2 separate regions of the Mus musculus genome follow, and region 2 is linked to region 1. The links are chromatin contacts, called in public Micro-C maps. All regions are on one chromosome and are shown on one strand. The core of a region is the stretch at or near the end of the contact, and the rest is flanking DNA. Distances in the headings are between cores, read along the strand shown. Region 1 has its middle 12 kb from the start of Gm14635. Region 2 has its middle 81 kb from the start of Gm14635.

Region 1 (2,700 bases), core at 179-2,678:
AGGTTGTGAGACCCAGACAGCTTAAGGTAACACAGTGGGTGACGGCTGAAGGGTGGATTGACTCCAGAGCCCGTGTTCTTTCCACGGGAAAAAAAAACACAGGAAGTTTCATAAGGGCGGGGACTCAGTTGGAATGTAGACGAACAAGCCCTTTTGCACGTGTGTTGGCCCATCCACTGCTCCCCAGTGCAGGAATGTCTGGCCTTCTGCCTGTCTCTGAGGTAATCCCTTAGCTGTGGACTCAGCCTGACTGTAGGTCTGGAGTGTAGACTCAGCAGACCAGACCCTGAGAGACATTCCTGAATATCGTGCAATCCACGTTTCACTAACAAATGCCTCTTGGTTCCCACAGATAGTGCTCTAACCCTTCCTCACCTCATAGCTGTACTCACGAACTCCTCCAACCTGAAGCAAACCACTATCTCTTTTCATTCCTTGGGTTCCGGAAAGTTCTTTTTCTCCTTACGTGAGTGTTTGGTAACCTCTTCATCTACAGGAAGACAGGCAAGGGGCCATAATCTTCAAGTGAGCTGGTACACTGGGAGGAGCACGTCACTGCCTTACACAGGCAGGCACATATTTAAAGCTTATTTACCAGTCTGGGACTTTAGATATGGAGCCAGTTGGAGTGAATGATGAAGAGTTCAAATTCCAGCTTTCCCCTAGAACAAAACAGTTCCTCCAGTTGTTTTCATGTTAAATCAGTGTGGTTAAAGAAATTGAAGTCATCTACCTGTCTCTTTTCTTCTCTCTCTGTTTGTTTCGTTTTCTTTTCTTTCTTTCTTTTTTTTTCTTTTTTTTTTTTTTTTTCAATTCTTGAGATAGAATCCAGGGCCTCACACGTTTACCTGGTAGCCTCAGAGACCAGAAGAAGGCATCAGATCCCTTGGGACCGAAGTTACAAATGATTGTGAGCTGCTGTGTGAGTACCAGGAACTGAACCTGGATCTTCTTCAAGAGCAGAAGATGACCTTAGCCTCAGAGCCGTCTCTCCTGTGCCAGCTAGGTGGGATTTAGAATCACCTAGAAGACATACCTCTGAGTGTGTCTGTGAGGATGTTCCCAGAGAAATTCCACCAAGAAGGGAAGACCTATCCTGAATGTAGGTGGCAGGATCCCAAGGCCTGAGGTCCTGAACAATACAAGAAGGAGAAGAGGCAGCCACCTGTACACTCACATTCTGTTTCTCTGTCTCCCGACTGCATGTGATGCAGCCAGCTCATGTTCTGCCACTGCGCCTTCCCCGCTGTGATCGATGCTAGATGCATCCTCTCAAGCCAGGGGTTGGGAGACTCCCCTTCTTCCTGAGCTGCTCTCTTGTCACGTGTCTTGCTAAGGCAGTGAGAGAAAGAAATAACTGTGACTTGGAAGGCTGGGATTAAAATTTCCAGTTTGCTCACTCACACATCTGCCATCTGGCCCGGATAGACCCAAGCAGCTGGAAACTAGAGTAAGTAGGGGCTTTCCCGGCCTTCACCCCTAATGTGGCTACTCTGTGTGGTCTCTCAGCCATGGAATTTCTGAGGAAGCCAGAGTTTTTAACAGGTTGGCTCAGGGCTCTCAAAGCATGTGGTCCCAAGACAGAGAGCCATATGGAAGCTATCTCCTCTCATGCTGTAACCTTGGACATCACCTAGCATCTCTTCTGGCATATGCTATTAGTTGAGGTGGTCACAGAGGTCTACCAAGGTTTAAGAAATAGAGACATTTAGTCTAGATGTTGATGGGGGTGTAGTAAGGTCATAGTAATATATGAAGACTGTATGCGATGGGAGATACTACCATTTAGGAGGAAGAACTCTGCTACAATGGCAGGAGCGAGGAAGCCACTTTTGGCAGTCTTCTTTTGTTTGAGTTTGTTTTTAAAATTACATTAGCTCACACCCACATGGATGTAGGGTATAAGCTGACAGGGAGTAAGCTCTTTTCTTCTACCGTGTAGGACTCAGAGATTGAACTCAGGTTCTCAGGCTTGGCAGCAAGCCTTGTGTTCTGATATATATATATATATATATATATATATATATATGTGTGTGTGTGTGTGTGTGTGTGTGTATGTATATATATATATGTATGTGTATGTGTGTTTAACATATATTGATATATATATAGCATATATAACATATATAGTATATATGTTATATATAACACATATATCACACATATAATGTTATATATAGCATATATAAATTAACATATATATAAATTATTAGAATTTATTATTATATTATATTAACATATATGTTAATCAGAATATACATATATATATATATTCACATATTTACTCTTCTGTTCCTTCTCCATAATATTCTTACTCTCTTTTCAAGAAGATTAACACAAATTCCTATCTAGTCTCAAAGGCTGGACTGTTGGCATGAGAATCTCCATGTATGACTTCTGTAGTTTCTTCCCTCCCTGGGCTGACTCGCACGCCACTCACTCCAGCTCCCGGGAGGAGGAGTCTGAGCAGCCTCCTGTGTTGGTCAGCTTTCTATTACTGTAACAAATGCCCCAAATAATGAACTTATAAACAGGAAAGGTTGATTTCGACCTTCATCATTGGGGGGTTTCAATTTGTGAACAATTTGCCACATTGCTTTGGGCCAGTGTTGCCATGTCACAATGGGTAGAGTATGGTTCGCCTCATGGTTGAGACTGACAGAGATAGGAAGCAACTGGGGTCCTATAATTCTCTTCAAG
Region 2 (2,700 bases), core at 71-2,570, 69 kb after region 1:
TTGTTTTTAGACTTGGCTGGCCAGCAAGCTGCAGTGGTCTTCTTTATCTATCTCCACTCTGACACATGGTTGGGTGCAGGTGTGTGTAGCCATGCCCAGATTTTTACATGGGTGCTGGGGATCGAAACTCAGGTCCTCATGTACTCACAACAAGCAATCTTACCCACTGAGCCATCTACCCACCCAAACCATACCTTCTTGATGGTTGTTTCTCAGCCTTGTTTCCCATCATGTTTGGAATGATGCTCTAGTGGGGGGGGGTATCCCAGTGAGAGATGTTCATGTGTCCAGAAATCTTTGCAGGGTCTTCTGAAAGTGGTCTAGGGGCTCTAGGTCTTGACATCTAGTCTGGGCACCTCCTATGTATCCAAGCAAGGTCTCTATACAAATCAAATCAGAGGATTCCACTAATGGTTCTCAGCTTTCTGTCTCCCAAACACATGGCAGAATTATATTTCTTGGCCTTCTGTGAGTATCAGATACCCTAAGCCCGTGTGTGTGTGTGTGTGTGTGTGTGTGTGTGAGAGAGAGAGAGAGGGGGGGGGGAGCAGGCAATCTTTGTCAAGTTAAATCTCTAAGGAACTTTTTTCTCTTTTCTTTTTTCTTCCTCTCTCTCTCTCTCTCTCTCTCTCTCTCTCTCTCTCTCTCTCTCTCTCTCTCCTGGACCACAGCCTAGCTAGCACTCACCACATGGTTAGTTAACCTCTCCATTTGGGGACAGCTTTCCAATTGGGGATTTTTTTTTTTTGTCAACACTATTGGACTGGATTAAAAGTCTCATACAACAGTAGGCAAACTGACAGTGCGCTTAAGCCATCGCCTCCAGCAGGTTTTGAATGAGTTCGCCACCATCCACAGCTGCCACTCTTCAATTCTCTGCACCATCGCACAGCTCTTGGTCACCTTGACTTCTTTCCAAGTCCCCATAGTGGTGGAGAAGCCCGTCAAGCCCAGAGTTCGCGAGCTGGCTTGCTGGGTGCCAGGGCTCTCTTCCCTGCTTCTAACTGCAATGCCTCACTTGTTCAGAACAATGACGTGGTGGCAGCAGCAGGGTTTTCTTCTCCACAGTGACTCAGTTATCACATGGGAACTCACCTCCATGCAACAATGGCCTCTGAAGACACTCCCAGGCAAGCTAACCTAGAAAGCCCAGAAGGGAAATGCTTTGCAAACCAGGAGAGAAAAACCTCAATAGCTGTGGGTAAAACTGATTGAAAGCTTCACACACCGGAGGTGGGAACCTGCAGGCAGAAACACAGTGGCTGAATCCTGGGGCAGGATGTAATCCCTGCTTCCCTCTGCTGCAGCTGTTTGCCTCCCCACTGAGCGTGTCAATGACGTCAGGGCTGACGTCTGAAGTCAGCGGACATTTGGAAGATGCCTGTGACCAACCGTACACATGAGCTCTGTGGGAGAGATGCAGATTGAGGCTGTGTGGTCATGGCAGCATATACCAACACCCCGAGGAGCAGCCAGGGATGCTATCTGTACTTCTTGGGCAGAGGACACATGGGGGTAGAATGAGTGTCACCAGTGGGGGTGGGGGTGGATATTGAGTGGCACATGTATAATTAGTTCATCATGAATATTTACTGCCTCGGGTGCCTTAAATACAATTGGTGCCTTGTAAATATTTTGTGTGTCATATATTTAGTACCTCAAGTCTATCAGGAGTCTCGTGACCCTTCCACCCCAGCAGTGTTCATGTAGGTCTGACATTTCTCCCAGGTAACTAACATATTTATTGATGATAATTTTTAGCAGGCCCGCTTGTCTTGATTTCTATGGCAGAATCAAATATGCACAAAGAGTACCAGAAATATGTATTGATTTTGTCACTTGTAACAAAAATGGAACAGGCTATTGATGGCCTTGATTTCCTACACTGTGATGGACTCTGTGCTGGGCTCTTTCCAGGAGTTCCACACAACAACCCAGCAACATAGACCGACCTTCCTTCCTTCCTTCCTTCCTTCCTTCCTTCCTTCCCTCCCTCCCTCCCTTCTTCCTTCCTTCCTTCCTCCTTCCCTCCCTCCCTCTTTCCTTCTTCTCTCTCTTTCCCATCCCTCTTCCCCTTGTCCCTCTTTCTTTCACACTCCATCTTCCTCTCCCACTCTCTCCCCATCTTTTTTGCTTGTTTTTGAATCAAGGTCTCACTATGTAGCCCAGACTGGCTTTGAACCCACTATCCTTGCCTGACCTCCTGCAGGCTGGAACTGTAGGTGTGTGCTGCTGGGCCTGCTATCCTTGCTAGTTATCTGAGGACTCTGACATGCAGAGAGGCTTAGAACTCCCCACAGCCCATACCTGGTAAGAAGCACGGTCAGAGTTAGAAATCCGATTTGGTATTGGCATTGTAGGGACTGGGAGAACACACCCAGACATCAAATTCTCAGCACAAAGATTTATTACCCTGGAAGGAGCAATGTGGGGCTCTGATTCTGTATTTATTGGGCAAAGATAGCAGCAGGTGTCTCTGCAGGTCTGTTGTTGTTGTTTAAGGAGAAAAGGGGAGTCTGTGCTAGGGTGAGTGGGTAAGCCCTGATTGGACAGGTTAACAGGTGTAGCCAAATAATGAATTTTGATAGCTGAACCTTGAAGTTTTAGTCAATTAGATCTAAGGACGTGGCCACACAAGGAAGTAAAACCTCGGTGGCCAGCTTTAGGAATGTAATCTAAAGGTTTAGCGAGAGAGAGGGG

Evidence for each region. A called contact is a pair of places that touch in the nucleus more often than the background predicts.
Region 2: a Micro-C map of muscle stem cells shows a contact between it and region 1, with 2.3 times the contacts expected there. The contact joins two enhancer-like sites. A contact is called at or near these places in 14 of 484 Hi-C or Micro-C datasets (the G1E-ER4 cell line, embryonic fibroblasts, embryonic stem cells and 5 more) and 1 of 115 datasets of contacts at active chromatin or transcription factors (embryonic fibroblasts).

What each region holds. Positions count from the first base shown.
Region 1 is chrX:12,365,588-12,368,287 of GRCm38.p6, forward strand. No RefSeq gene overlaps it. Among named protein-coding and RNA genes, the nearest start is that of Gm14635, 12 kb to the left of the region's middle. Within about 2 kb of position 1,429, at least 4 of the 459 cell types and tissues checked have an H3K27ac peak or open chromatin away from gene starts, as enhancers often do. A contact at or near this core is called in muscle stem cells, where this site is marked.
Region 2 is chrX:12,434,966-12,437,665 of GRCm38.p6, forward strand. No RefSeq gene overlaps it. Among named protein-coding and RNA genes, the nearest start is that of Gm14635, 81 kb to the left of the region's middle. Within about 2 kb of position 1,321, at least 6 of the 459 cell types and tissues checked have an H3K27ac peak or open chromatin away from gene starts, as enhancers often do. A contact at or near this core is called in muscle stem cells, where this site is marked.